Regions from separate parts of the Mus musculus genome. Here all the other regions are linked to region 1. Evidence: chromatin contacts called from public HiChIP or PLAC-seq and promoter capture Hi-C data. All regions are on one chromosome and are shown on one strand. The core of a region is the stretch at or near the end of the contact, and the rest is flanking DNA. Distances in the headings are between cores, read along the strand shown. Region 1 holds the start of Satb1 (special AT-rich sequence binding protein 1). Region 2 has its middle 4.1 kb from the start of Gm41600. Region 3 has its middle 22 kb from the start of Gm41600. Region 4 has its middle 65 kb from the start of C330011F03Rik. Region 5 has its middle 40 kb from the start of Gm41600. Region 6 has its middle 40 kb from the start of C330011F03Rik. Region 7 has its middle 64 kb from the start of Gm19585.

What was found. Promoter capture Hi-C pulls out the DNA fragments that hold promoters and counts their contacts. HiChIP or PLAC-seq counts read pairs in DNA pulled down with a chosen protein or histone mark.
Region 2: an H3K4me3 HiChIP or PLAC-seq map of the SCID.adh cell line shows a contact between it and region 1, with 14 read pairs. The contact joins the enhancer-like site here to the promoter of Satb1 in region 1. A contact is called at or near these places in 1 of 15 datasets of contacts at CTCF or cohesin (thymocytes), 2 of 484 Hi-C or Micro-C datasets (cortical neurons and double positive thymocytes) and 8 of 115 datasets of contacts at active chromatin or transcription factors (DN3 thymocytes, the SCID.adh cell line, double positive thymocytes and 5 more).
Region 3: a contact with region 1 is called in an H3K27ac HiChIP or PLAC-seq map of double positive thymocytes, with 6 times the contacts expected there. The contact joins the enhancer-like site here to the promoter of Satb1 in region 1. A contact is called at or near these places in 3 of 484 Hi-C or Micro-C datasets (the P5424 cell line and double positive thymocytes), 7 of 115 datasets of contacts at active chromatin or transcription factors (the SCID.adh cell line, SST interneurons, T-cell acute lymphoblastic leukemia and 4 more) and 1 of 9 other capture datasets (adipose tissue).
Region 4: a contact with region 1 is called in an H3K4me3 HiChIP or PLAC-seq map of bone marrow-derived macrophages, with 2.8 times the contacts expected there. The contact joins the enhancer-like site here to the promoter of Satb1 in region 1. A contact is called at or near these places in 2 of 39 promoter capture datasets (maxillary cranial neural crest and pre-B cells), 1 of 484 Hi-C or Micro-C datasets (the HPC-5 cell line), 5 of 115 datasets of contacts at active chromatin or transcription factors (bone marrow-derived macrophages, embryonic limb bud, embryonic stem cells and 1 more) and 3 of 9 other capture datasets (adipose tissue, liver and pancreatic islet).
Region 5: an H3K4me3 HiChIP or PLAC-seq map of the SCID.adh cell line shows a contact between it and region 1, with 14 read pairs. The contact joins the enhancer-like site here to the promoter of Satb1 in region 1. A contact is called at or near these places in 3 of 484 Hi-C or Micro-C datasets (the P5424 cell line, cerebral cortex and double positive thymocytes), 4 of 115 datasets of contacts at active chromatin or transcription factors (the SCID.adh cell line, double positive thymocytes, pro-B cells and 1 more) and 1 of 9 other capture datasets (adipose tissue).
Region 6: a promoter capture Hi-C map of pre-B cells shows a contact between it and region 1, with 2.3 times the contacts expected there. The contact joins the enhancer-like site here to the promoter of Satb1 in region 1. A contact is called at or near these places in 8 of 39 promoter capture datasets (the C10 cell line, HPC-7-derived erythroid cells, cranial neural crest and 4 more), 2 of 484 Hi-C or Micro-C datasets (CD4 T cells and group 2 innate lymphoid cells), 8 of 115 datasets of contacts at active chromatin or transcription factors (the SCID.adh cell line, bone marrow-derived macrophages, embryonic forebrain and 4 more) and 3 of 9 other capture datasets (adipose tissue, embryonic stem cells and liver).
Region 7: a contact with region 1 is called in an H3K27ac HiChIP or PLAC-seq map of regulatory T cell precursor, with 5 times the contacts expected there. The contact joins the enhancer-like site here to the promoter of Satb1 in region 1. A contact is called at or near these places in 1 of 15 datasets of contacts at CTCF or cohesin (large pre-B cells), 1 of 484 Hi-C or Micro-C datasets (double positive thymocytes) and 5 of 115 datasets of contacts at active chromatin or transcription factors (the SCID.adh cell line, double positive thymocytes, forebrain and 2 more).

The regions. Positions count from the first base shown.
Region 1 is chr17:51,830,937-51,835,139 of GRCm38.p6, forward strand. It overlaps Satb1 (special AT-rich sequence binding protein 1), which reads right to left and starts at 1,711. Exons shown (of 11, transcript NM_009122.2): 1 at 1,534-1,711.
Region 2 is chr17:52,298,279-52,302,481 of GRCm38.p6, forward strand. No RefSeq gene overlaps it. Among named protein-coding and RNA genes, the nearest start is that of Gm41600, 4.1 kb to the right of the region's middle. Within about 2 kb of position 1,678, at least 5 of the 459 cell types and tissues checked have an H3K27ac peak or open chromatin away from gene starts, as enhancers often do. A contact at or near this core is called in the SCID.adh cell line, where this site is marked.
Region 3 is chr17:52,280,010-52,284,212 of GRCm38.p6, forward strand. No RefSeq gene overlaps it. Among named protein-coding and RNA genes, the nearest start is that of Gm41600, 22 kb to the right of the region's middle. Within about 2 kb of position 2,107, at least 9 of the 459 cell types and tissues checked have an H3K27ac peak or open chromatin away from gene starts, as enhancers often do. A contact at or near this core is called in the P5424 cell line, the SCID.adh cell line, SST interneurons and 2 more, where this site is marked.
Region 4 is chr17:51,381,079-51,385,281 of GRCm38.p6, forward strand. No RefSeq gene overlaps it. Among named protein-coding and RNA genes, the nearest start is that of C330011F03Rik, 65 kb to the right of the region's middle. Within about 2 kb of position 1,688, at least 28 of the 459 cell types and tissues checked have an H3K27ac peak or open chromatin away from gene starts, as enhancers often do. A contact at or near this core is called in bone marrow-derived macrophages and pre-B cells, where this site is marked.
Region 5 is chr17:52,262,547-52,266,749 of GRCm38.p6, forward strand. No RefSeq gene overlaps it. Among named protein-coding and RNA genes, the nearest start is that of Gm41600, 40 kb to the right of the region's middle. Within about 2 kb of position 1,830, at least 13 of the 459 cell types and tissues checked have an H3K27ac peak or open chromatin away from gene starts, as enhancers often do. A contact at or near this core is called in the SCID.adh cell line and pro-B cells, where this site is marked.
Region 6 is chr17:51,406,403-51,410,605 of GRCm38.p6, forward strand. No RefSeq gene overlaps it. Among named protein-coding and RNA genes, the nearest start is that of C330011F03Rik, 40 kb to the right of the region's middle. Within about 2 kb of position 2,094, at least 90 of the 459 cell types and tissues checked have an H3K27ac peak or open chromatin away from gene starts, as enhancers often do. A contact at or near this core is called in the SCID.adh cell line, bone marrow-derived macrophages, group 2 innate lymphoid cells and 2 more, where this site is marked.
Region 7 is chr17:52,210,813-52,215,015 of GRCm38.p6, forward strand. No RefSeq gene overlaps it. Among named protein-coding and RNA genes, the nearest start is that of Gm19585, 64 kb to the left of the region's middle. Within about 2 kb of position 2,334, at least 12 of the 459 cell types and tissues checked have an H3K27ac peak or open chromatin away from gene starts, as enhancers often do. A contact at or near this core is called in the SCID.adh cell line, double positive thymocytes and regulatory T cell precursor, where this site is marked.

The DNA.
Region 1 (4,203 bases), core at 461-2,960:
TCTATCTATCTACCTACCTACCTACCTACCTACCTATCTGGAGAATCTGACTACAAAATAAAATTTCACTCTTTCAGAAAATCCACTCTGGACAAGGTGTAAAATTAAGTAAAGTTTTTGGAAGGCTGAGCTTCTGTCACCAGGCACAAACACTGTAAAAAATCCAGGTACTGCTTAAGGACAGAACCTGACTTCTGGCAGAAAGAGACCAGACTCTTGCTCATTCCCCTCTTCTGTCTTGGGAAAGTTGGGTTCTCTGGCCTCCAAGGATACAAACATGGAACCCCAGCCAATCAATCGGGAGCAGAAAAGGTTCTCTCCAGGGAATTGGGTGTCTTCCGGTCCCTATGGACAAGTGAAATCCACGTCTTAACCCTGGGAATCCTACATGCCTCAGAGAAAGTTCTCCCAGAAAGGGTGCAGAGGTCAAAGTTGTCAACCGGACATTTTAAGAGATGAGCCTGTGGTTGACATCTTGTTAAGTAAAACCTGGCCCTGGTGGAGGCCAGGGTCAAAACCTCTACCCTGAGCTCTAAGCTGCTGTCCTCTTGGTCTTCTGGGATCATCCCAGAAGGGACCTGTTTAGCGCCTTTTGCTGGGCCAAGCACACGCACGTGTCACCATCTGGACCTGCCGCTTGCCCCCTCAGTCCCTTGCATTCGAGCTGCCCAACCCCAGTTCGGCCACCCTGGGAGCTCTGCAATGGAGGAACACTGTAGAAGGCCGCCGCTCTCGGGTGTGTACTGTCGCAGGGAAATGAGGAGTTGCCCCCTGGGCTGCACCTGTGGGGCCACAGTCCCAGCTAAGACACCATGTACCTCCCTCGGCTTCCCGCCCAAGCCCAAACCCGAATCACCCTCCAGGACCGACCCGCGATCGCCGGCGTGGGCTGCACGAGCGCTGTTCTTCGGCTCTCAAACTCTGGGCTCCAACTTGAGCGCCCAGCGCCCGAGTGGCTCTCGGGATAGAGAAGTTGCCACAAACTTCCCAGGCCCCTCTCCACCTCCGCTCGCCACCAGCAAAGTAGGGCTGGCCGGGAAAGAACAGGGGGAGATGAGATGGGAGAGGATGCTAAGTGAACTCCAGATCTGGCGCGCGACCTTTCCAACTCCACCCCGCACCTCGCCTCCTTCCCCGCACCGGGGCTCACTGAGCGGCTCCCTTTTCCCCACTCGCCCGCCGAGGGCTTCCCCCCACGCCGCCTTCGTCCTCTAAAGCGGGCCATGCCCACGACCTGGACTAAAGTGTCTAACGAGGGACTCCTGCCGGGCAGGTGTGCGGGAGAGGCAAAGACGCCAAGTAAGTCCGCATCCCGGCCATGACCCTCACTTCACCAGCCCAGTCCTCCCGAATGTCTGAGCGCGCTCGAGAGAAGGGCCAGCAAGACCCCGGCACGCGAGGGGCGCAGAGTCGCCCCAGCCGGGGCCACTGAGAAGTTTGGATCGGTTCCGCATCCGCAGAAAACGGAGGCGAGCCGGGCAAGAGACCCAGAGCGGGAGCAGCACTGGCAGGGAGCAAAGAAGCGGGACTCACTCAGGCGTGGAACCGGGACAGCGCGGGCCAGCGGTGCGGGCCGAGGCCGGGTCGGCTCCCCGCGCGGGCGCGCCGGGCGGCGGACTTCCCGGGCGGCGGCTGCAGCTGCTGCCACCTCCCCGCCGCCGAGCTGGCGGCCGCCGCGGAAGTTAATGGCAACTTGACTTCAAGTTGTCTCCTCTCCCCATCCGAAGTGGGCGTTTAAAGGGGGCAGAGCGCGGCGAGCAGCGAGCGGGGAGCGCGCGGGGCCGAGGGGGAAGGGAAGGGGCGGGGGCGGGGCGGGGCGCGGGAGGGGGCGCGGGAGCCGCTCGGAGCCCGCAGTGTAGAGCGCGGCGCGGGCGATCGGGGCGCCCCCACGAGAGCCCCCCGACGCTGGCCGGGGGCCGTGCGTGCCTGGGGCGCCGCGCTCTCGCCTCTCGCCCGCGTGGGGGGCTTGCGGACCCCACAGCGGGAGCGACCGGGCCCGGCCTGCCTCCCCCGCGCCCGCGGCCGCTTCTCCCCCTGGCGGCAGGATCCTGGGCGGCCGGTGGCTCCGAGAGCGCGCAGTGGAGCCCGAGCTGAGCCGAGCCCGAGCCACCGCAGCCGCCACATCCCTGAGCGCCGCCCGGGTGCAGGGTCGCTGCGGGAGAGCGACCCCGCGGCCGCCAGGGTAAGTGTGGGCGAGCCCCGGAGCCCCACCGCCCCGGCCCTCACCTGCACCGCCCCCGCCGCGCACCCTCGCCGCCCGCCGCTTCCTCTTGTCGTTGTTTGCCTGGGCTTTGGGGGTGCAGAGCGCGGGGCATTGGTGTGTGTGTGTGCCAGCGGAGGAGGAAGTCAGGTGAGAGGCCTGAGCACAACCCCCGCGCCCCGCAAGCCAGCTTGTGTGGGGTGTGTCGCTCCCCAGTAGGGGCATGCGGGCCAAGTTTTCCCCTCTCTTCAATGTTTGATGGAGAAGATCTTTCCTAGAGGGGACCTCCTTCCCTTCAAACTGATGGGCTCTTCTTGCTATCCTCTTCTCTTGGGCACCCCTATTGAGGAACACATAGTGGATGGAGGAGGAGGGGGCCTCTTGCAGACCCCCTTCTCAACCCCAGCTATTTGCATCAGTATCATTTTCCTGTCGGCAGCTGTAGGTCGACGCACCCAACCAGAAGGAGATGCTTAAGCCACTGTCCAAGTCTCTTCTCCCACCCTGACCCACCCAAAAGCAGGGGCAAAGAGGTCAAGAAATGCGGATTTCGTAGGAGGGGAGGCTGGGCCCAGGGACCTTTTCAACTGGTGAAGCTCCAAAGAACTCTGAAAGGTCAAAGTAGCTGAAGGCTTGGACCCCCAAGCTAGGGAGAAATTGGACTCTATCAACTTTAACCCACTCCCCTGCTACTCCTTCCCCACACAACCCCCAGCTCTAAGGAAGCTATCAACTAACAGGTCTTTTGTTTCCTGTTGTGTCGCCTTTGGGAAATTTGCATTGAACGTGACGATAGAAAATTACTACTGTTTACTCGAAGTTAAGGGGGTTGCAGAACGAAAACAGTTTTTACTTTTCTCTTTGTGTGTTTGGCAAGGAGTGGAGCTGTTAGGTTCGTGGCAGGAATTGCAGAAGCTCAGTTGTAAAAATAAGGACTGTAGAACTGCCTGGGTCTGTTTTTAGCAGCTGCACTTTCTTGCGTTCTTTCACATAAGGCTTGCTCTCTCATTAAGTCCCCATAAATAATTGTATGTGGAGCGAAGGCAGTCAGGGTGGCAGGATTGAGATTGCTGGGAGTTCCATCCCTCCAGCGCAGAGCTGTTTGCAGGCAAGTTCCTGGAAAGTGACTGTGGGCTGAGAATTCAGTTTTTCCTAAAAGCTCTGTCAGGTCCTCTTCTGTCGGTTGCCTATGAATCAAGCCTGACACGGTGGGTGACTAGCGATTTGAGCCTTGGTAGCAAACACGTCGACGGTGCAGTGGGAGTTTTTGTTTGTGTTTTGTTTTTTGGTTTGGTTTGGTTTTTTTTTGTTTTTGTTTTTGTTTTTTTGGTGAGGTCATTCTAAATGAAGCAAAATGACATAGTTCAGGCAGCTTTCTGAGAGCCCCCTCGTCCATCCTTGATTTCCCTAGAATTCTCCAATTTTTTCAACTTTTTTTTTATAATTCAAAATACCATGCCAAAGGCATAAGGACATAAACAAATATGAACTAATTTTCATTTGGGGAACTACCTCCTCCCCCTTCTGCTCCTCCTCCCCTTCTTCTTCCTCCTCGCCCCCCCACCCCCAAGCCAACGAGCCCCCTGGAAAGCAAAGCAAGAAGCTATGGGTGATTACAAAGAGCAAAACAACATAAAACATGAGTTTCTCTTCCTGGCTCAGGTTTTTCCCTTCAAGTCCTGGGTGACTTCAAATTTTCTTGCCTTGATTTGCCAAAGTAGGGACTTGTCTAACTAGGTGCCAGTGTCCCCACTGAGCAGGGCAGGTGAGAATGGAGGCTCTGCAAGCTTAGCCTTTACTGATTATTATTGTGAACATATAAAATTGGAGCACAACAGAAGCCCAAAAATGCATTAACATTTCCTCTTTTATACGCTCATATGCTTACCTAGTAATTCAGCTTATCAGATAAATCCCATCATTTAGAGTAAGGTCTCACTTTGCTTCCAACAGCCTGGATTTCCTTCTCTTCTTCCTTCCTTTCCATCCCTAACAGTCAGTAA
Region 2 (4,203 bases), core at 428-2,927, 470 kb after region 1:
CCTAGTTGAGGCACTGGCCCACTCTCTCTCTCTCTCTCTCTCTCTCTCTCTCTCTCTTTTATTACGTATTTTCCTCAATTACATTTCCAATGCTATCCCAAAAGTCCCCCATACCCTCCCTCCCCACTTCCCTCCCCATCCATTCCCAAATTTTTGGCCCTGGCGTTCCCCTGTACTGGGGCATATAAAGTTTGTGTGTCCAATGGGCCTCTCTTTCCAGTGATGGCTGATTAGGCCATTTTTGATACATATGCAGCTAGAGTCAAGAGCTCCGGGGTACTGGTTAGTTCATAATGTTGTTCCACCTATAGGGTTGCAGATCCCTTTAGCTCCTTGGGAACTTTCTCTAGCTCCTCCACTGGGAGCCCTGTGATCCATCCAATAGCTGACTGTGAGCATCCACTTCTGTGTTTGCTAGGCCCCGGCATAGTCTCACAAGAGACAGCTATATCTGGGTCCTTTCAGCAAAATCTTGCTAGTGTATGCAATGGTGTCAGCGTTTGGAAGCTGATTATGGGGTGGATCCCTGGATATGGCAGTCTCTAGATGGTCCATCCTTTCGTCACAGCTCCAAACTTTGTCTCTTCCTTCCATGGGTGTTTTGTTCCCAATTCTAAGAAGGGGCACAGTGTCCACACTTTGGTCTTCATTCTTCTTGAGTTTCATGCGTTTAGCAAATTGTATCTTATATCTTGGGTATCCTAAGTTTTGGGCTAATATCCACTTATCAGTGAGTACATATTGTCAAAAGGGCTACAGCCAGCCTGAGAGGGGCCTGGGACAGATCTTTGCTCTCATGTTCTCAGGGCTGGCTCACTGGTGCCTTTACCATCAGAGCCAGGTCCACTATGTTGCTCCATCAAGATGCAGGGCCTGCTCTATCTACCAAGGGAGGGGAATGTCCAGCTCTCCAGTTGTCATAACCTCAGGGCCAGCTCTCCTAACTGCCTCCAGTGGCAAGGGACAATGGGGTAGAGGGCATCACCCCCATGTCTGTGCTATTCTGAGGTGCTCAGAGCAGAAAAAAGGCAAGTCAAGCCCTCCCTCCCTCTAGCCCCTGGAGCTGGCTCACTCTCACCCTCCACTCCCACCCCCACCTACAGCCAGGACTAGCTTTGCTGTGCTGCCCAGGTGAGGTACGGGACGTGCTCTACCAAGAGCTATAGTCAATGAGGGTCAGGGCCAGCTCACTTGATCTCAAGACCTCAGGGCCAGCTCTACTGACTGCTTTAGGTGGCTGGCTCACTTGTACCCCACCTCCCCCATCGGGGACAGCTCTATTGTGCTGCTCAGGCAAGGTATAGAGGGGCAAGAACTGTGGCTAGTTAGGGACAGGACCAATTTTGTAGTGCCCTTGAACATGTAAGTGTGCTCAGGCCTTTGCCCAGACCAAGGATGTCCACATGGTGTCTAGTGGTAATATGAACCATGGACATGGACAAAGACTCCTGCCACTGCATAACCCTCAGAAGCAGCACAGGTTGAGACGTCACTATAGCCTCAGCAGGCCGCCCACTCACAAGAGACTATTCCTCTCGACCCTTGTGTCTCCAGTTCCATCTCTCTTCACAATGCTCAAACTGTTCCACTTCTCTTTCTCCCCTCTGTCTACCACATACTTGCACATTGCAGTGGCTTCCTCTGTAAGTGGGCAGGCCTCTGGCTGACCTCAATGCCAGCATTGCATAATGTGGCAGCAACAGGGCCTCTAGGTGTCTATGGTCCCTCCACCCCCTTTGCGGCATGGCAGTGGGCAGGTTTTTGGATAGCTGTCCCTCCCACACTGAAGCATTGCATGGTCACTGGCAGGGTTTTGTGTAACTGAGGCCTACTCATGTCCTGTAGTGGCCCGGAGGTCTCTGGACATCTTTCCTATCAGTGCTACCTTTCAAGTAGTACTTTCAAACTGGTTTATGTGTAGAAAGATCTATTTTGTCTCAAGACTCCAAAACCACTTTCCCCAAGTACTCTGAATATGCATATAATTTTTAAAGAGGTTTTATATCTTATTTCTTTTTGGAATTTTGTTTTATTTGTGTAAATATTAAGAAGTAGATGTTTAAACTTGTCTTTCCTAAGAGAAAGTCAATGGGGATGGAAAGACGGCTGATTAGTTCAGAAATATATACTGCTCTTACAGAGGACCCAGGTCTGGCAGCTCGTAATTAACCCCATATCCAAGATATCTGATACCCATTTCTGGCCTCCATAGCACCTGTATTCACAGGCACATAACTGCATGCAGACTTATACACATGCATAGTACATAAAAATTTTTAAAAATATATCAACTGTCTTAACATCATCTTATGAAGTATACATGTAACACACAATACTTCTATGTCCATTGATCCATGTCTGAAATCCCCATCACTCTCCACAGATGAGTGCTACGACACATTCATATCATTTGCTGAATTGCTGCTTTTTTATATATAGTATTTGGATAGACACAGTACCTCATTATTTCCTGTTTTCCAAGAGATCTTTGCTCTATTTGTCAACATTCTCTTTCATTTAAACTTAGAATTAGATTTGTAGTATGTGTGAAAGACTATAATGGAATTTTGATTGAGAGAAGATTAAATTTATAATTCTGTTGAAGGAAACTGACATTTTTCAGTGTTGAATTGTCCCAATAACCAAATGCTTCTCTTCCTCACTAGAAGCGGTACCACCACAGTGTTGAGGTATAGTTTGAGGATATGTGTGTATCCAGAGCATTCAGATATTCTTCATTTTCTTGATTGAACTTCTATTTTTCTATTACATCATCAACTTCAGGTGGATGTTCAAATATGTTGGTATTGTATATCTGTATCCATGGTGATGCCACTCACGCTCTGGCTTGTACAGTCACCATTTCTTTTGAACCAAACATTTCACAATTGTGTTTATTTTATTCAGAGAACATGTCTGCGGTGATTCACATACATTTTAGGTCCCATTTTTTCTAATGATCTAGTTGTTGCATTTATCTTATCCTTATATCTCTTTTTTGAAGCAACTGTTCATAGTTTTGTAATTAATTTCATTTTTTAAAGCTATTTTGTTATTACTTTTATTCTTACTAAGCTCATTTATAGGATTCCTTTTCTATTTTTAAATGTATGCCCCTACACTAGGAAAGAAATCTTCTTAAACCCATCCCTACTGCCAATACAAAGGTACATTCTCTGTTGTTTGTTTCTTGTTTATTTTCCTCAGTCTTCTTTTTTATATTAATCGAAACTTTCAGACAAATTACAGTATAGTCCAACAGAGTGAGCCAAAGATATTAGCTAAATTGAACAACATAATATGCAGCACTCCAATTATTCAAATATTTTTTTTTACTGCAAGGTGAGTGCCAAGATCATTTATTTTATTTATTTTATTTGCATTAAATTTTATTTAGTTAATTTATTGTGGAAGGACTGGTCGTCAGGTTTGATGACAAGTGCCTTTATATAAACTGAGCCATCTTGTTATCCCTGTAATTTTTTAAAGACTGTAATATAAATTTTTTTTTGTCTTGTATGGTTTTGATAGTTTTGAAGAGCAAGACTCTGGAGCAATTTTGAACTGCACTTTCAGAAAGATAGATCGTAAGTCTAAAGCTGCTTCTTAACCTTGAAGTGAATAGTTATTACGTATCATAAAACATCACTATTCCTTGATAATAGTGAATAAAACTTCAGTATTCCTTGATAGGAGGAAGGTTGTAAATATGAAAACTCAGAAGACAAGAATGAATGTTGTCTTTGAAAGGACAAGTGAGTGATGACCACCACAGCTTGGCATCTGAAATTGAGTCTTCCTGAGAATGATCCAGGGGTCCAGAAGGAATATCTACAGAAAATATGTGAAATGAGTTGGCATTACCTCAAGCTAGAAAGTAATATCCAGCAAGTGACTATTCATGGCAAAACACAGAGATGAGCATGAATGGGCTCTTTGCTGGTTATATTTGGAGCATGTTTGAGGACAAAATAAAGAATAATTGCAACAGATTACATTCTATTGGAAAAACTAGAATTTAGAAAGTTGTATAGATACTGAAAGAGACAATGATGGCTGGAGAGAGAGGTCAGACTCTTACTGAAGGTGCCATCTGTCACTGATTTGTATCTAATTCACTTATCTTGTTTTCTTTATTTCAAGAGTTCTTAGAAGTTCTAACTTTAAAACTCTAGTTGAAAATATTTGGACAGTGAGGTGTTA
Region 3 (4,203 bases), core at 857-3,356, 450 kb after region 1:
TTACTTTCTGCTTTTTTAAAGAGTGAGAGAAAGGAAGGGCATTGAGTTGGATGGGTGGGGAAATTGGAAGGATCTGAGAGACGTTGGGGGAGGGGAAACTGTGGCCAGAATATATTGTCTGACTAGCTCCTTTGACGAAATGATGTTGCAGCTCTCTTGTCAGAGTCATTAGGTCAAAGGCTTGTAGTTAGGACAAGTGACATACTTTTTTTTTTTAATAAAGGAGGAAGAATCATAACTGCAGTACATAGTAGGTGTGATATATATGTGTGTTCACTTGTGTGTGTGGGGGGCACATGCATGTGTGAATACTTGGGCATGAGTTGTATATGTATGTGTGCCTGCATGTAAATGTAAGTGTGTGGTGCCTAAAATCATACAGATTTTTTTAGTAGGATACCACACATCAACAACTCATTTTTAGAATGATGTTGACACTATTCTATCTTTCCCAGAAAATTAAGGTTTTTTAATCTGATACACTTGGCAGCATGGTGAACTCTGCTTGCCAATAGTAACATCGAGGTATTCAAGGTCTTATAGCTAGTGAGTGCAAAGCCAAAAACTCTAAAAGAAGTCCGTCTTTCTTGAAAGATACCCTCATAATAACCACACTCTGCATACCCTAAGTTGGTCAGCAACCCCTTGTAACATAGCAAGTACACGCACACATGTGAGCAATATACTTTTCCCTCTGAAAAATATCAAAGAGTAATTTCTGGGGATATCTCCAAACCTATGCTGTCTTATAAGCAACTAAGTCCCATGCAACTATGTAAACTAATTTATCAAAACTAAGTAGCATTGAAAGTCACATGTCCAGTGGCTGAACTGATGAGTGGCTATGCATATTAAACAACTCAGATAGAGAACATTTCTGCTATTGCAGAATGTTCTGTGGGGATGTGCAATGCTTCAGCTTCCAGCCGATATTCTACACAAGGCTGGTGAGATCTCAAGCAGTATGCTCACTCAGTTCAGATTCCACTATTTAAATATAACACCTTCTTCCTTAAGCCATATCTGCTTTAGCTCAGATACAGTAGGGACTAACCCCACATACTTTCATTGACTTAGCATTTTTCTGGAGTATCTATTATTTGATTGGCATTCTGCAGAAGGATCAGGATAATAAATTCAGAGCTTTCCATATGAGTAGATCATAGACAAATGCTAGAGATACAGAAAGTGATAATATCTTTAGCATGCAGAAAGGGTAGCAACACAAGCCATTGCTGTGGGAGTAGGAGTGTCAAGAAATAGTGGCCAGTGCTACCATGCTGTTTCACCTGGTTAGTACTCTATTCTGAATAGTCCAACTGAACCAATCTGTAAGAAATTACCCCATGGGAGTTCCCCTGACAGTTGGCAATTTAGTTGCTGTCCTTGGACTTAACTCTTCTCTTTTACCCCTCCCCACTTTACAGTGTAAGATACCTTCTTGTAATCTGCCCCAGAGACGTGGAAAGTCAAATACAGACTTAGATTGGACTAGCCTCCCACTTGTCCCCAATAAATCATTTGAAATTAAGAGCACTTCCATTTGGAGTGGAGTAACGTGGGAATGCTGGAGGGCAAATGCCAGGCTGCATGGGGAAATGGAAGCCCTGGCCTACAGGCAAGGATGGAGTGTCACACTGTTCTGCATTAAGATGCCACTTTTGTTAGGAGGAGATTAAGCAATCTTTAGCCAGAGTCTACGTGTGTTGGCTTGTGGCTTTAAATAAATAATTTCTAGCTCAACATTTTCAGTCTCTCTTGTCTAGTTAGAGTTGCAAAGGGGAAAATCAAATGGCAGTGTTGTACCATCGAATTACCCCAAGGAATGATCTTAATATTTGACTTGCAAACTCTGATTAATACTGCATAGGTAATGCTTTTTATAGAAGGCACGGGTAGTGATCCACATGTTGTTTGGGGAAAGTGGAAGACAATTACACAGACAAGGAATCTGGAGTTCATCCTAGGGAATCGAAGAGCTGCACAGTGGATACCTGAGCATTCTCAAAGCCTTCTCTTGGGAGGAGGGAGCCACCAGCAGCATGGAGAAGAAGAATGATACCATTGTTTGGGGAAGGCTGTCAGGTGGGAGTATTTCCTCCATCACATCATGGTGTCTGCTTAGACTCAGGCACCAACTCTGAGGCTCATTTGCATATAAAGCATCTGGAATAAGCAAAACTAATTTGAATCTTCTTTTATAAAATGTTAGCTGGATTAAAGGATCAGGTAGCTGGTTCCTTTACAAGATTCACTGGAGGGAAGTCAGATAGAGAATGAGATAAAATCATTAGGCTGGTCCCACACTGGAAACAGTTCCCATGTAAATCCCGTCTCTAAAAAGTGTATGGGTGGGGGAGTTGCAGCTCTGTTTCATTCCCTCTAAACTCGGTGAGTTTCACAGCCCTGCACCCTTTAACTGCAGGCACACCTGCAACACTCTTATCTTACCCAAATTTCTTTGTTCTTCTGTTCTTCAGCATTACCACAAGATGTGGGAAGCCCTATAAGATGCCCTACTTTAAACACCTGTCTCTGTCACTGCCACAGTTTCTACTGGAGACCCAGAGGTAGCTTCTTGTACATCCGTATCATGATGTTGAAAAGAACTTCAGGCTGTGATAGCCATGGCATTGTTCATGTATGCAAGAGACAAGTCACTTCCAAGTTAGTCTTCAAAAATTCATAACGAGCTACAAATGCACAGCTGGGAGAAATCACAAGACTCTGTAATGAATTCCAATTCCTTCATTTAAGAGGAAAGGACACTAAAAGCGAAGGAGGTGGAGACTTCTGCAGGCATGAAATTAAAGACTGAGCCCGGCCAAGAATACAAACCTTCTTTTGTCTGGCTCATACTCTGCACTTTAGAATGGCATCTCAGTCCATTTATTTAACTTATTGACTTATTCAACAAGTCAATGCTGAGAAGCCACGAGAATCTCTGCATTCAAGCTCCAAGGGAAGACAAAGATGATGAGTTCACAGTTATTTTTTCCAAAGAGTTTATAACCAAATAAAAGAAATCACAATATGAATAGAAAAACAAGAGAAATAAAAATATGATGGGTGAGTCTGCAGTGATGGCCCAGAAGTGCCCAAGACTCAATGCTGGACTGTCTATAAGCCCAACTCCAAGGGATGCGACACTTCCTTCTAGCCTCTTGGTACCTGTATGCACATGTGCACACTCTGACATAAAACACGACTCATAATGGAAAATAAATCTTTAAAATAATGTTAGTAGCCAGAAGTAGAAGATGGACAGAGCTCTGGGGCTTATAGGACATTTTATAAAAATGAAGTAGGCTCTTAATTAGGATGCTCAGTGATTTTTAAGTACTGTTTGTGCTCATCAGACCATGCCTTTCAGAACTAAATGAATCCACTGGCCTTCCGTGGTAGGTGGTGATGTGTTTTCACCCAAGGCCTTGCTCCAACTGTCTGTACCACTGAAGGATAGTGCATAGAGATTTGGTGATTTTTTCTATTTCTTTCCACCCCTGTCACTGGTTAAATTTCCAAGATCTTCATGACCATTTTGCTAATACCACCCAAGAAGCTGAGTGTCTGAATAAGATTTATTTAATGTTTTTTTTCTGAGAATTTTTATCCTGAGTGGGTATTGGAGTTGGTTAAGTGGTTTTCCTGCTTCTGTTGAGATGATCTGATCAAATGGTTTCATTTTTTATTTTGTTAATATGACGAATTGGTGTTGACTGGTTTTTTTAATGTAAACCCCATAGAAAAGAGTAAGCTTTCCACAGCATTTTTGTTCATCATTTTCTTTTTCTCATGTCTCTTTCTTCCTTCATTGCTTCTTTTCATTTTCCTCCTTTGTTGTCCCGGACTCTCCCACCTAGTGTATGGCTTCTTTGTTACAGGGGTGGCATCTCTATGGAATATTGTCTTCCTTTTTTCCCTTCAGACATTCGGATTGTCATTTTTTTTCTGAGATCTGTTTCCTTCCTTCCTTCCTTCCTTCCTTCCTTCCTTCCTTCCTTCCTTCCTTCCTTCCTTCCTTCCTTCCTTCTCTCTCTCTCTTTCTTTTTCTTTTTTTTTTTGAGACAGGGTTTCTCTGTATAGCTCTGACTGTCCTGGAACTCACTTTTTAGACCAGGATGGCCTTGAACTCAGAAATCCACCTGCCTCTGCCTCCCAAGTGCTGAGATTAAAGGCATGCACCACCACTGCCCAGGTCCT
Region 4 (4,203 bases), core at 438-2,937, 450 kb before region 1:
TCTTCTCCTTTCCTCTCTACCTGCTACTCACAGCCAGGAAACTGAAAGCCTGCCTACCTCTATTTAGTGCACAATCACATGCTTTAGCCTTTTATTGACCAATGAGTTTCAGGAGCAAGGTTTTTAACAACAAAACCTGGTGTGTGGGGGAATTCACGTGTCTTGGGGCAACCAGGTCTTGGGGTATAGAATTTAGCATTTGGATACATAGCGCACCAAAAACAATCCCCAACATACACTGTTCTCTAATCACAGCAAATTAAGTGTGTGTGTGTGTGTGTGTGATTTTAGAGTAAAAACTACGAGCATTAAATTTTGCTTTTTAATTACTTAGGTGAATATATTAAATCTCCTGGCCAAATGGTGTATTTACTAATTATTCTTTCAATTCCGTGTATTTCAAAGTTATGTCACTTGATACAATGGACTTTAGAATTGCCTCTCAAGGCTTGAGAGATGGCTCAGTGGTTAAGAGCACTAACTGCTCTTCCAGAGGTCTTGAATTTAGTTCCCAGAAACCACATGGTAGCTCACAAACATCTATAATAGGATCTGACATCCTCTTCTGGTGTGTCTGAAGACAACTACAGTGTACTCATATAAAATAAAGAAATGAACAAAATAAATCAATGAAGGATTGCTTTCTCCTTTCTGATTTAAAAATTACAAATATTTTACAGGATGCTGCACAGTATTCAGCACCCTGTGATTTGGAGTTAATATGGCTATTGTTTATTTTGGTTGGAGTCTGCACAGATCAACTTTCTAGCCTTGTTTATTTCTCATATTTTGTTTTCTGTGCACATGGGTGTTTCTTTTGTGGACATTCATAGAGCTGAACACCAACATTATTTGGTTTATAGTGTTTTGATTTGTTGTTAATATCGTATATACTTCGTTATGTTTGTATTTTTACTATTAAATATTCTTCTTTTATTTGTGAATGTTTCATTTGGATTTTCTTCATTGAGTTTAATTTCTTATTTTTTTTCTAATATTTTCTGTGATGCTATAAATTATATTCCTTTTTTTAATTTATGATCAACCTTTGAATATCCAACCATAGCATCAAAATGAGTATCTTCACCAAGACTCTGAACTCTATAATAATGGTCTGTGTTTTCTTTAGGTTGATTCTAAGATACTATATTTTGTCACTTTACATATTTCTTTAAGCCAGGCAGTGGTGGCGCACGCCTTTAATCCCAGCACTTGGGAGGCAGAGGCAGGCAGATTTCTGAGTTCGAGGCCAGCCTGGTCTACAAAGTGAGTTCCAGGACAGCCAGGGCTACTCAGAGAAACCCTGTCTTGAAAAAAAAAAAAAAAAAGTAAGAAATTTCTTTAAATATTTCTAAATGCATTGGTTTTTTAATTTATTTATTTTTAATTCTTTATGCTTTTTACTGTTCTTGTGGATCTCCCAACTCTGTAGCAAATAGATTCATTTGAAAGTATTTTGTTAGGAATTTTAGGCAGACTGTTATTTACCGCAGAAAGCCTCTAACAGTCAGATTGCGTCTATTCTGTGATGACTCCCACTGGGACAGGCGAGTGGTTCTTTTTCCTGGCTCTCCTGCTAGGGAGGGCCAGGGTCAAGCTTCCCTGGCCTCACTGAAGGTCTCCTTATTCTATAGGGTTGCGATCTTAGTACAGCCACATTGTGCTGACTCATGGCCTGCCTTTTGTGTGGTGAACGACTGTACTTCCTGTAACTAACACTTCCTGCTCTGACTTCCGTCTTCAGGATAATCTTAGCTTCTAAATTTTTTTAGTGTTCTGATTTCAAGTCCCAATTAATTATTTTTGTCTCAGTGATTTTTCTTTTTAAAAACAAGCCCATCATTGTTCTTAAGTGCATGTTTATTGTAATTTGTCCAGTGGGAATTTTTGAGATAGATCGTGCCTTTCCTATAAATGTCTAAACCATCCTATTGCTCCCCAAAGTAAAAGTCTGTCATCTTGCAATCTTTTCCCCCTTGAAATAGAGCTTCTCTGTGTAGCCTTAGCTGTCCTGGAACTTTGTAGACCAGGCTGGTCTTGAACTCAGAGATCTGCCTGTCTCTGCCTCCCAAGTACTGGGATCAAAGGCATGTGACACCACCTCCAGGCAATCACAATATATTCTTTTTTTTTCTTTCTTCTTTTTTTATTTTTTTGCCATGCCATTATTTCTTTTTCTTTTTTTATTTTTCAACTTTTTATTAGATATTTTCTTCATTTACATTTCAAATGCTATCCCAAAAGTTCCCTATACCCTCCCCCGGCCCTGCTCCCTTACCTACCCACTCCCACTTCTTGGCCCTGGCATTCCCCTGTACTGGGGCATATGAAGTTTGCAAGACCAAGGGGCTTCTCTTCCCAATGATGGCTGACTAGGCCATCTTCTGCTACATGTGCAGCTAGAGACATGAGCTCTGGGCTTACTGGTTAGTTCATATTGTTGTTCCACCTATAGGGTTGCAGATCCCTTCAGCTCCTTGGGTACTTCCTCTAGCTCCTCCATTGGGGGTCCTGTGTTCCATCCAATAGATGACTGTGAGCATCCACTTCTGTATTTGCCAGGCACTGGAATAGCCTCACAGGAGACAGCTATATCAGGGTCCTTTCAGCAAAATCTTGCTGGCATATGCAATAGTGTCTGCATTTGGTGGCTGATTATGGGATGGATCTCCGGGTGAGGCAGTCTCTGGATGGTCCATCCTTTCATCTTAGATCCAAACTTTTTCTCTGTAACTCCTTCCATGGGTATTTTATTCCCTATTCTAAGGAGGAATGAAGTATCCACACTTTGGTCTTCCTTCTTCTTGATTTTCTTGTGTTTTGCAAATTGTATCTTGGGTATTCTAAGTTTCTGGGTGAATATCCACTTAGTGAGTGCATATCATGTGTGTTCTTTTGTGATTGGGTTACCTCACTCAGGATGATATCCTCCAGGTACATCCATTTGCCTAAGAACCCAGCTGTCCCTGAACAGAGGAATGGATACAGAAAATGTGGTACATTTACAAAATGGAATACTACTTAGCTATTAAACACAATATATTCTTAATCACTCTCTAGTTTCCTTTCTTTTTTCCTTCCTTAAGCCATTCTCTGCATCTTCCACCAGTCATATTGTCACACACAGGGTAGCATTCAAACACTTTACCACAACATACATGCCATGACCACTCATCCACACTTGTCCTCTCTGTCCTCCAGAGCAACTTCCATCAGCCCTGTTTTCATTCTTCCCTTAAATAACTTCATATTACTTTTTTCAGATACTTATATCTGAGAGTGTCTTATTTGTTAGTTTGCTTATTAATTTTCTCTCCCTCTTCACTAAATATACATTCAATGAAGACAGAGGCATGATTTATTCATATATGTCCAATGCCTAGTGAATTTAAATATTCAATTTACATTTATCAAATAAATCAGTAAGAACAATGTTTACTGAATACCCGCTATGAGCCAGACACTGATGTAGGAGCTTAAGATAGATAATGAAATGAACAAGAGTTCTACCACATGGAGTTTGCACTCTTAAAATGTCGACAGTTGTATAAATAATAGGCATGCCACACAAATAAATTATAGGGCATGTTAAGAGGTCATCTGTATAATAGAAAAAGTGGTCACAGTGAAGGAGGTAAGGAAGTACTTTACCATTGAACTGCAGGATTTACTAATAATATATAGGCTTGGGTTATAAGAATGAGAGGCATAAATGATGACAATAACAAGAGTGGACTTTCCACCATCCTTCTAGAGCATAGATCATTGCTGAAGCAGACACAGAGATCATAGCATTGAGTAGGCTAGGCAACTGGACTTTAGTATGGAGAGGCATTGACCTGAAAATGACTGGCTAGAAGTAGTATTAAAACCCACGGAGTGGATGTTGATCTGTGAATGGAGAGAACTAAGGACAGGAACTAGGCTAACCCAATAGTCAATAATTGGGAATGGGGGAGGAGTCAGCAAAGAGATGAAGAAAGAGCCATCACTATAGAGCAAACAAAAGAACCAGGACCCTGAGAGACCTGAGCCACGAGTGCAGTTAAATCTTAGAAGAGCTAGCAGTGGAATGGTCTATTGTTGGATTTGTATCTTGGGGAAGGTTATTATTATTTCAATCTTGTTGCTTTAAGTTGATCATACTTTTTAACTTTGTTTTGATAAGCTATATGTGCCTGGGTATTTATCCCTTTCTTCTAG
Region 5 (4,203 bases), core at 580-3,079, 430 kb after region 1:
AGAACGCCAGGGCCAAGAAGTGGGAGTGGGTGTGTAGGGGAGTTGTGAGGGAGGGTATGGGGGACTTTTGGGATAACATTAGAAATGTAAATGAAGAAAATACCTAATAAATAAAAGAACATATATGGAGACATAACTACAGAAGCAAGGAAATTTTAAGAAAGCCTATACCCAACAAAACTGGAAAATCTTGATGAAGTAGACAGTTTTATAGACAGATTCCAGGTACCAAAGTTACATCAGAATCAGGTAAACCATCTGAACCGTCCTATAACTCCTGAAGAAATAGAAGCAGTCATTAAAAGTCTCCCACCATAAAAAGCCGAGGACCAGATGTGTTTGGTGCAGAATTCTATCAGATTTCAAAAAAGACATAATAGCAATGCTTTTCAACCTCTTCCAAGAAAGAGAAACAGAAGGAATACTATGTAATTCTTTCTATGAAGCTACAGTTATGGTGATACGAAAACCACACAAAGCCCTGACAAAGAAAGACAACTTCAGATCGATTTCCATTATGAATATCAATGCAGAAATACTCAATAAAATTCTCACAAACCAAATCCAAGATCACACCAAAGTAGTCTTCCAACTTTTCCAAGTAGTCTTCAATCCAGGAATGCGGGGATGGTACAATATATGGAAATCCAGCAAAGTAATCCACTAAATATACAAATAACTCCCCCACACACCAATATACCACTTGCATTCTTATGTTTCTTTCAGGTGCTTTTAGATCCACCACAAGAACTAGGTTTCATTCTGCTCTTGAGGATGCTTGCAATGGCCCCATTTAAAAATCAGGTAACATGGTAAAAAAAAAATTGATTAGGGGATCTGATGGCATCCTTAGTAACTGTTATAAGGGGAGGCCTTCTGCTCAAATATGATTGATTGGGGGTAAATGGCAGTGTTTCAAATGTTCCTAAAGAATAATAGTTTGGCCAATCCTGACTAACGCAAACTCTTTACATTGCACTGCAGAATGAGTTCTTCATGAAGTCCTCAAACTTTTTTTTTTTTTTTTTTTTTTTTTTTTGAGTTCATGCTTTGGTAGAGGAGGTCTTTAGCACTGGTGCTATGAAGATGGATAGGCATTATTTCTGTTCCCTAAGCACTCATGCAAGTGGAGACTGAGAGAAAAGAGAAATACACAAATGTAAAACCCAGTCTACTTTATGCTGTGAGAAAGACAAATAAATTGCAGAACAGTGACATAAGTCAGGAGTAGAAATAAAGTGACAACAGATGGAAAGGAAATGATGGGTAGCCATTTAATACTTCTGGTGCTTGTTAAAGATGAATTAGCTAGATGGGATAAATAATTACCACAAAGAGTTAAAATAGTATTGAGGAAGATAGCAAGTATCTGAGGAAAGATGGAGGAAGAGGGTGTGAAGAGGCAGAGGTGGCAGATGAGACCAAAGCCAAAGTATGAAGGACCATTTGTTTAGAACTAATCATAAATCCAGGGGAAATTGAACTAAGGTTCTCAGTTGAAGAAGGATATAATGATGCCACTTTAAATCACTTATGCTGGTTATCCATTTGGTTGGGTAACACCTTGCACACTGCCTCTGCCTGTCTGGGCTTTTCACAGAGGTTCTGAGCATTCTTGTCAACGTGAGACCTCAGCTACACAGAACAGTATTTCTTCACCTTCGTGCCCCATACTCTTTTCTGCTAATAAGAGCTTGGAAGATACAACTAGGAATTACAGAGAGTTACCACGCCAAAGGTAACCCTCAACCAGTAAGAAGATAGAACTTGGCAGAGAAACAGGCTAGCCTTATATCTTCTGTGTGAGCAATTCTGAGGTGTGTATTCTATAATAGCTCTTAGGAGAGGCCCCAGAGGAACTGAGCTCCAGTGCTCAGGGTAATCAGATCTGTAAGCACTAGTGGTTTTCCTTTCATCTTCCAACATCATTAATACACACCCCATGGGCCTAGTGCTGTAGTTCAGAGCTGTAATGACCCTCAGAAGCCCATGTGTTAAACAACTGGCCAACAACATAATGTTGTTCGGAGGTAACAGAATCTTCAGAGGTAGGACTTAGAGGGAGGTTTCAGGTCATGGGGCCCTGATTCCTCCTTTCTCTTCTTCCTTCCTGTCCACCACTAGCTGAGGAGTTTCTTTTACCACAAGAACTTACCAAGATGGCCCATCTCATGTGCAACCCAAGCAGAGGGGTTAACCCATCACAGGCCATTTCATTTGTGAAATTCTGAACAAAATAATCCTTTCCTTTTTAAAAACTCATTCTCTCAGGTATTTGTTATAATAATGGAAAATTCTCTCACATACCTCCTTTCTCCACAATGAAATATTCACAACCAAATTTGCACTTTAGTCTCTGCTTTCTGGGAAATCCAAATTAAGATTAATAACAATGTCAAGAATAGACGTATTAAAGATTTTTAAGATAGAGTCACAACTCTCATAGAGACATAAACACAGTTTTGTGAACACATGTCAAATATTTATTTAATTTATTAATTAATGAGAGTTTTACAACAGTAGTTCGAAGAAGAATTTGCAGCAATACACAAAACAACTCTCATGAATACAAAAATAAATTTACAACTGATATGAAACTGCCCCATCCCCATACACAATGGGAGAAAACTGTTCCTTTCCTATGCAGATAGACTATACAAAAGTGGATCTGCTTGTGTTGCTACTAGTGACCTATAATTTATGGAGTTGCCAATCGGTCAAATACAGTGAGAGTCAGAAACAATGTTGGGGGCTACTAAGCAGGCTGCCAAGGTGACTTCTTTGTACTTAGGTATTTTTCAAAACCTTTCATAATGTTTTACAGATGAAGTGGGGAAAATGGTAGATAAAAGTCAGTATAAATGAATTGAGTCCTATATAGCAAATGCTAAACCCCTAACCTGATAGGAAAGAAGGAGAAGGGCACTAGACAACTGATGGTATTTGGGAATGGGATGTGTAGACCTGAAGGATGGTGCCACATTTGTGAAGGCAACTGGATTCCTCCATTGACTGGGCCACATCCAGTGAAAGGTCAGGGGAGGAGGAACTCTGAAAACACTCTTGTTGGGGAGAGGAAACTGTTCTACCAATCTCACACCACTTTTTTTTTTAATGGAGTGAAGAATTTTATTTTATTTTATTTTTTTTCTAAATCTGTTTTTCCTTTTATTAGATATTTTCTTTTCTTTTTTTTCAATTAGGTATTTTCTTCATTTACATTTCCAATGCTATTCCAAAAGTCCCCCATACCCTCCCCCACAACTCCCCTACCCACCCTTTGGCCCTGGCGTTCCCCTGTACTGGGGCATATAAAGTTTGCAAGTCCAATGGGCCTCTCTTTCCAGTGATGGCCGACTAGGCCATCTTTTGATACATATGCAGCTAGAGTCAAGAGCTCCAGGTACTGGTTAGTTCATAATGTTGTTCCACCTATAGGGTTGCAGATCCCTTTAGCTCCTTGGGTATTTTCTCTAGCTCCTCCATTGGGGGTCCTGTGATCCAGCCAATAGCTGACTGTGAGCATCCAAAACACCCATGGAAGGAGTTACAGAGACAAAGTTTGGAGCTGAGACAAAAGGGTGAACCATCTAGAGACTGCCATATGCAGGGATCCATCCCATAATCAGCCTCCAAACGCTGACACCATTGCATACACTAGCAAGATTGTGCGGATAGGACCCTGATATAGCTGTCTCTAGTGAGACTACACTGGGGCCTAGCAATCATACCACTTTCATATAAGAGCAAACATTAAGAAGTTTGGGGCTGTGTGATGTAGTCGTTGTTATGAACACAGGCCTTAACTTGTGTAGAACTGTTACCAATTCAGGGCTATTTGATGCTAAGAGAGGCAGCACAGCCATTTTGAAGAAAAACACTTCTACAAAGCCGACGTGGGAACTATCAGGTGTGCTGTTTGTGAACATCTGATTGTGTGGGTGAACACCTAGTTATCTCTCCGAACATGGGAGCTGTTCCCATGCAATCAGAACTGGGGATGTATTTTGGGCTCTGCCTCCAGGCACTTAAGATCTGGAATCATGCAGCTGTAGGAATAATGACAGCAAGCCCATTTCTTGGGAGGAATTCTCTACCCATTAAACAGGCCACCTTACACCTGCACTTCCTTTACCTTCGAGTGTGTTTTCCTTCTCATTAGTTAAATGGAATTTATATAAAGTTAGCATTTACCTGGGAATA
Region 6 (4,203 bases), core at 844-3,343, 420 kb before region 1:
CGTCCCATTAGCTGTCTGGTGGCTTTTTTTCCTGGGCTAGCTGCCTATGTGTTGATTTCTTCTAATGGGTAATGAGTTTCCTGAGAGCTGGAACTCTTTTTTGGGGGGTGATGTCTGACAAAGCTTGGACAGACAGTAGGAATTCGGTGATATCATGGGGATGTATGTAGCAGTTCTATGGAGGTGTACCATATGGGTTAGCAGTTCTATGGAGGTGTACCATATGGGTTAGCATGGTGTGGCAAGGGTTGAATGAGGCTGAGAGATGGAAAAGGATCTTCAGAGACCAAGAGTTAGTTGATTTGTTAGAGGAGAATACTCATTGAGAGGGGACACTTAAATGAGCAAGAAGACGAGCATTTTAGGGGCAGAGCCAATGATACCTTGACTTGTTTAAACATAAACTCTATATTTGATTGACAGACTTTCCTGCTCCAGGTACAGATGAACTGCTATTTAGTTTTCTTTTAAAGGTTCTCTTACACTTATATACTTGCACTTGCATGGACTGGTCTACACACCACACACACACACACACACACACACACACACACACACTCAACACAAAATAAGATGAAACGGTTGTGGTAAATCACACTCAACTCAAAGATTTGCTTCCCATACTGCAGAAATGTAGAAGTCCAACGTTAAGAGTAATAAAAATTTATGAAGTGACAAGTTGGACACGGGTGGGTTTATCTGAGGGTTCAGGGGTCTTATTTTAAGGCCAGAGCCCCCAGGTGCTCTTCTTCCTCTTTGCAAGTGACAGTTGTGGTTGCGCAAGGACTTGGGCTGTCCCTGGTGAACTGTTAACCAGGCTGGAACAAGCAGCCACATGTGCCTGTGGATTTCCTCTCAGCTCTACTGAGGAGGCAGCAGATGGTGTTGGGGGGAGCATGGTGGCTGTTGGCTGGGCCAGCTTTTGAGTAGTGCTAATTCTGACTTCCGCCCTCCATCTTCCACACATTGTTTTTGATTTCTGTCTGATAATTCTCCTTTGGACACACATTTTGTCTGGGGGAAGGGGTTGGACAAGATGGGTCTCTAGAACTGGACGTCATCCTACTTTTCAATGACTCCTAATCGGGAGGATGCTTTTATACTTGGTCTTTGGGGAGCATCAGAGGCCACTTACTTTTCCCCATTTGTACTGATAAAAGCTCACTGGTGACACAATGAATTAGACAGCCATGTTTAACCTCTTTAGGGTCACTGCCAATCTGAGAAGGTCTTTAAACTGCTTTTCCTCTTGATAGAACACCATACTACATTGATTCTGACATTGATTGCACCCTGGACAAAGTCACAATGACTTCTTATAGCTCAAGGATAAAGTCTCTATTCCATTCTGCCTTCCCCAGTCTGGACTTTTCTTCTTAGCCATGTATCCCATTTTCTGCACCAACAAGACGGGTGAACTCACTGTCTCAATGCCCATAAATCCCATCCATGGTGTGCCCTGTACAGAGCTCTGAATGCTGGTCACACATGTTTATTTTCCTCTCTGAACTCACTAGTGGGAGCTGGTGGGAGCTAACCCACCCCAACCTTCTAGTGATCCCTTCCAACCTCTTTTAGCAAATCCTTGAACACCTTATCACCATCACCATGTCCTCATCTGGGCCTATCTCTCAAGCTTTGATAATTTAAGTTCTCCTCCCTCAAGGAAGACTATAAGCTCCTAGAAGGCAAAGATATCTGACCCATACCACAGTGCTCTGCAGGTCAATAAACAACTAAAGTGTATTATGAAGAACCCAACTAGTATAGAAGGAATTATAATTTTTCTTAAAGATGACCTTGAAGATCTCACACTTGAAAATTCCAATAACACCAGCAATCTGTGTACTTGAAATCGATAAACTTAGTCATGAGTAGACTTTTGTACCAGCCTGGTTTGGAACACACAGTCAGTGTTCCAAACGCACGGTGGGAGGAACCTCTCCAAGGGTCGCAGAAACGGGGCTGTGTTCCTATCGCTGCTGTAAACTAGCTCTGGTGTTGCCCATGAGTGAAGCTGTACTCTTGGAAGCTCTGATCTCTCATCTGTGTGAAGCAGAGTATACTCAGCCTAGATAACAGAAAGACAGGATGAGGCTGGGCCATAATGGTGTGTGGCTCATGCTGTTGTCTAAGTTTAAACCTTGATGCCTGTTTCCTGTTTTCTCTCCATGACACTGCCCCTCCCCCTCCTATTCCCCTCCCCCTCTCCCTTCCGTTTCCCTTTCACTTTAAGTGTCAGCAAGACTGATAGCGATCTCCCTTTCTTTTCATTTCTTCTCTTGTTCTAACCACACTTCAGTGTGTCCTCTTTAGATAAACATTTCTCCTGCCACAGGTGCAAAATGTACACACAAGCTTCAGTTTGTAGCACTTCCAGGATTTTTCACTAAAAATGGAGGTGCGGTGGGGTGGTGGGGTGGTGGGGGGACTCTTTGACCCATGAATACATTTTCTTGTAATTAAACAGTGTGTCTCCACTAAAGAGTGCCAAGCTTTTCATAAGCATGGCTCCACTCATCTCTCATCTCCTGTCAGCTATTAGGGCTTTAGGGTGTGGCTGAGAAGATGTCCATTGAGCCAACCCATGGGACGACTGGGAAATTGAGACTTGGAGCACTCAGCAATTTGTCCTAGGGGTTTGACTGTGCCTTGTAGAGTTGGGGAGTGAAACGTGGGGCATGAGTTTCTGGCCCCTTCTCTAACTGCAAGCAGGGAAACAAGTCTGTGCAGGGTCTCAGGAAGAGAACCGATCCCAGTACAGGCACGAAAGGGTGCTGCCTGAGGATTAGGGAGTGATGAGTGAGGCTGGCCTTAGGATCTGACTGGAGACAGGCGAAGGAAAGAGGATTTCTCTGATTGAAGACCTTTCTAGACAAAGAAAAGGGAAAGCTTCCATTCTTCAAGACAAAAAGAGGTTTAAAAATACATATACAGGCCACTTTTAACTGTGTGGTGGTGTCCAGTGCTAACTACCAAGCTGCATTTATATGCTTCCGATATCCCAGCATCTCTCTGAGGTCTAGTTAGAAATGGATTTATCAGGAAGCTAATAGAGCTTAAGTACCTACCTGTACCCCTTAAAACTCTGGAACGCCTTGGTAATCGGCTCACATGGTATCGCTTGCAGATTGTGAAAGTAGGGATTTCTCGTTTTTTCTTGCTTTTGTCAAGAAAGTAAAATACATTAGACTTTTGTTGTTCATTTGATACATAACTTTAAAGGTACTTAGTGTGTGGGCAATATGCATTCTTGTTTCAGATGCTAATAAATGAGCTGTATTTCATTTCAACTTGTATTTTTTTAAGAGCACTCCCCATCTTGTTCCAAACATTTAGAAATTAATCCCTAGAATCAGCATTTCCCAAAAATACCAAGTTGTTTCTCCTGGCAAGGACACATGTAGGGCCTCTGGCTGGCATCGTGAGGTACAGGTAGAGGGCCGTTGTGTGAGTGTTCTGTCTTCCTTGCTGTCTCTCTCTCTCTCTCTCTCTGTGTGTGTGTGTGTGTCTGTCTCTGTCTCTCTCTCTGTCTCTGTCTCTCTCTCTGTCTCTGTCTCTGTCTCTCTCTCTCTGTCTCTGTCTGTCTCTGTCTCTCTCTCTCTCTGTCTCTCTCTCTCTCTCTCTCTCTCTCTCTCTCTCTCTCTCTCTCTCTGTGTCCTGCTGCCCTCCTCTGGGTTTCTTTTCTTCTCCCCCACCTCAAAGCCTGCAAGTCTGAACCACAGGCATCCGCTAACAGCATCACAAGGCTCTTGCTGGGAGACCTCCTCAGGATGGGTCAAGGTCAAGGTCAAGATTCCTTCTGAGTGTCGCGGCTTGGTAAAGCAGAGTAGAATATTTGGGGATATTATTTGTATCAGACTAAATCTGTTTAGGAAAGAGGTTTCAAACAACAACAACAACAATGGGGACTAGGTATTGACAGATATAATTCAGAAAGTTTTGAGTTTTGGTCAGTGGTACCAAGCTAATTGCTAGGTGGTTCCAGTTCTGGTAAGAACCTGATCTTGAAGCCTGTTAATCATTCAGGTTCCTTGGTAAGGCCAGGGAGATTTTAAACTGAAGATGCCCAGAGAGTGGACCAGGAAACACCTGGTCCTGTAGTGAGTGAGTGGTTAATAGAACCTCGGGGAAGAACTCCTTCTGATGCTCAGAAGGATGGCACAACTTCCAGTTAAAGGCCTGGAGGTTAAAAAGATGGAA
Region 7 (4,203 bases), core at 1,084-3,583, 380 kb after region 1:
GCTCTCATAGGCTCACAGGAGCTGTGGTTGCCTGCACGAGACCCGCACAGATCAAGTCACTCAACACGCTAGCAGTAAAGCATGGAGTGGCTCCTAAGCCCCCATCCCTAACAGAGGCACTATTGATAGTTGATGGCTTTTGGCAGAAGGAGAGTGTGTTTTCTTTAGGTGTGGCCACTGATAGGTCAAGCATGTCCCAGTGAGTGATCCTATTCCGGTATGCATGTGGGCAGTACATATTGGACTTCCTGGGTTGAAGCAAATAAATAAGAGAGGACAGGAAGTTGGGAGGGAGTGGAGAAGTGGAGATGGATCTGGAGGGACATAGGTGGAGGAGTTTAGAATAAATACGACCAAAAACTACACAGTCTAATAGTCTCAAGAAATTATTAAACTACTATTTGGTTAAAGAGGGAGGAGGTAGTCCACAAGGGTACTTTCACCCAAAGACTCAAGCACAGATGGGTCTTGGTAAAGGGTTTGGTCAGTTTCCTTTGCTTGATTCATGCTGCAGAGCACCAACACCCTGGACCACACATGCATTTTGAAGAAATGGCAGTTTGCTGAACTGTCCACACACTCAGCAACTACCTGGGCTAGAGCTTTCATTTTATTTATTTATTTATTTTAACTATTTAAATGTTTGAATTATCATTGATATTTGAAATCCAAAGTTAATCAGTGACTATTTGTTGATCCCTTCCTAGATACTAATCCATCAATCCATCAGATAGCAGAACTGTTGCTAAGTTGAGGATCTCAGTTTGATCACCAGACCAATTAAGAAGTGCCTTTTGATGAATAGCAGAAAGGCCTTCCTTGTTATGTCCTGCTGGTTTGCCTGACCCAGGAGAGCCAGAACAAGAGCTCTGTAGAACTGATCACTTGCCTACTAACATCAGCTGATTCACAAAGACCAACCCAAGCTTGGAAATATGCTATAGTTGGACATGGTGTTACACCCATGCATCTCAGCACCCAGGAGGCTGAGTTTGTGAGTTTGAGTCCAGCCTGAGTAATATAGCATGACAATGTGATGAGAGAGAGAGAGAGAGAGAGAGAGAGAGAGAGAGAGAGACAGAGACAGAGACAGAGACACAGAGAGAGACACAGAAAGAGACAGAGAGACAGAGAGACAGAGAGACAGAGAGAGAGACAGAGAGAGAGAGAGACACAGAGAGAGACACAGAGAGAGATTGAAGGCAAGGAGTGGTCAGCTTAAGCCAAATTATGGGAGAGTAAACCACTTAATGCAAAGTTCCTCTGGGTAAGGAATTTAACAGAAGGCTCCTCTAGTGCCCACTATCCACTCACCACCCCCTCCCCTGCCAGGATCATGTCCTTACTTCCTCACACTGCAAAAAGAAAAGGAGGCACATGAAATGTCAGGGCTGAGAGCACTTTGAGAAACCCTATTCTAAAACTTACATATCCTCTTCATCATAAGACAGCCATGTCTCTGGCTTATCTAAACCAAGCATAATTCCAGCATTTTTATAAACATTTTTCTACAATAAATATTATCTACTCTTCCAGAACCTACGTACTCTAAGACATGTGGCCATGCATAGTGTTGACCATAATAGAAAACCTTTTTGGTGTTATCAAGCTGAGCTCAACTTCTGACAGGGAAATCAAAATACCATTACTTCTGGCATTTATACATTTATATAAGTGGATTGAAAAATAGTTAGAATTCATTTAGCTATGACTACCCTTTTGTGTCAGAGGTGACTATCCACTCAACAATGCCAGGCTTGCCTTGCACAGTGCCACTGTGGCTGAGAAGTGTCTCTACAGAGAAATACCCCAAAGCCGTACAGTTGGGTGCCTGATCATGGGAATGATATACCCAATAGAATGTAAAGTAAACAAAATTGTCTTGAGCCACTTCTAAGCCAAGTGTCTTTATTCCTGACAGGTCCTGGAGACAATCTTTAGGGAGAGGTGGCAGTATTGCACAGAAGCACCTTCAGTCTGGAACACACGAGTTGGACTGTCATGAGGGAGAAAAGCAATTCTGTCATTTGTGGGCACTCTGCACAGCAACCTAGGTGTCGGCGAGCTTTCCCTGTCTCTCAAAATAATACAGCTTTGAAGAAAATATGATGGAACAGCATTCCAGAAAAGAACAGGCTGATCTTTAGAAAGTCTTGAAGAAGACTGGTAGCAGATCTCTCTGAGAAGATGTGCTGGTTGACAGTTGTGCTAAGTCTGCTGTGTTAAGACCTCAGAAAGGGCTTTTCAAAAGGCGAGGGCATCAAGCTCACACTTCCTGAAGCAGGAAGAAATTCAGCACACCTGTGGACAACAACTACTTGATAAAAGTGTGCAAAACAAACAAGGTGGAACACTCTGAGCTGAGAACAGAGAAAGGTCACAGAGACTCTGTGGTGAGGAGCTGGGGTGCTACTACAGCTAAGACAGGGAGCCACTGGTATCTTAAGATGGGTAAAGATGAAGAATGGAGATCCCTAGTTTAGACAGAACACTGTTGTGTGGGAAACGGCTTACCCTATGGCAGAGCTGAAATGGAGTTTACTCTGAGAACAAAATCTTTTCATGCCTCTGTTTTCCTTAGCCCAGTTCTGAGCCCGCTGTTCTGGCTCATGCTTTCCTAGCCTTGGGTAATATTTTCTGTTCCTCCTTTCTTCCCCTCCCAGAACTTACATCTATTTTAGTTTGACTAGAATGCATTTCCTCCAATGGCTTTTTAAAATTTATTTTATTTCCCCACTCTCTATCTCTCCCTCCTCCCTTTTTTCTACCCTTCTTCATCCATTTAATCCCCCCCCACCCACAGTATCTCTTACTTCCAGGCCTTCACACACAGTATTTTCCTCTGTCTTGGTCTTGTATAGTCCCATTTGTTACTCCAGTTTCAGCTTAGCTAGCAATTCATGTTAAAAGCTTTCGTCTCTTTCATAAGAACGAGTAGGACATTCTATTCAATGTATCCAGAGGCTGTAGAGCACTGAGGCTTATTGTGTTATGATTTTCTATCTATTAGAATGTAAACTGCACATCAGCAATTCATTCCTATAGAGTCCACCACATATACAGACATTTAATAAATAGTAATTGGATGAATACAGACCAATACTGAGTCAAAAGGACTTTCTTAAGGTTACAAAAGGACCCATCACCTGGAGGGCAAGAAGAAATGCATTTGAAATGGGATAAGAATGAATGGAGGAGGTTGCTAAAATGGTCTCATGTCATGTGCTCCAACCTCACTGGTTGCTGGTAGACAAGCATATCTAACTTATTTCAGCGGAATGTTGGACTCACCATTGCTTCAAAGAGGAACCCGCTTCATAAACTGGAGAGAAGTACATAAGTATTAAGTGATCTTTTAATCATCCAGCAACATAATATTGCTATTATTATAGACACTTGTGATGGACTCATTTTTCTGTCTGATAGGGGAAAACAGCTTGGGAATTTTCTTAAATATGCAGACATTCTTGTCTGGCAAATGTTTGGTGATAAAGGTCACTGTGAACTTATCGAGAAGCTCTGCGGGACAGAAGCAGCGTTTATTTATGTGTATTTATGTGCTTATTTACTGATGGCTTTGCTGAGGAAAGCTATATTGTCAAGTGCTCTAATTAAGAAATAATAATGTAATTGATTTTTTATGGATTATCTTCAATTGAGTCCCTTCACAACAGCAAACTCTCATTGACTACCCGGGATAATTGATGGCTTCTCGGCACAATGCCCTTGGCTGATTGCAGAGCCGTTGACACAATGCACAACAACAATCATGAGTGAGCTTGGTACTCACAGTGGTGACCCCTAGAAAGGCAGGAAGCTGAAGTGGGAAGGATGCTATCATTTCAATGAGTGACACAGGTCGAGGGTTGTTTTTTTTTGTTGTTGGTTTTTTTTTTGTTTGTTTGTTTTTGTATTTTTTTTTTTAATGAGAGGGTTGAGCTAAACCAGGAGTTTAGGAAATAGTGAGAAAAATGCAACAAAACCACTTAATCACATGTGCAACTTATGTGTCATGAGACATATATTTAAAACAGGCCCAAGTGGTAACTATAGTTGAAGTGAGTATGGGAAATACAAACTTGGATTCAGATCTCTACCACTGACCTCAGAATAGCTCAAGGATTCCCTTCATAGTGTGCTCTAAGGTACATCTTCAGGTTCCAGCATGTAGAGTTAAGTAGTATGTTGGCAAGGACCACCAAT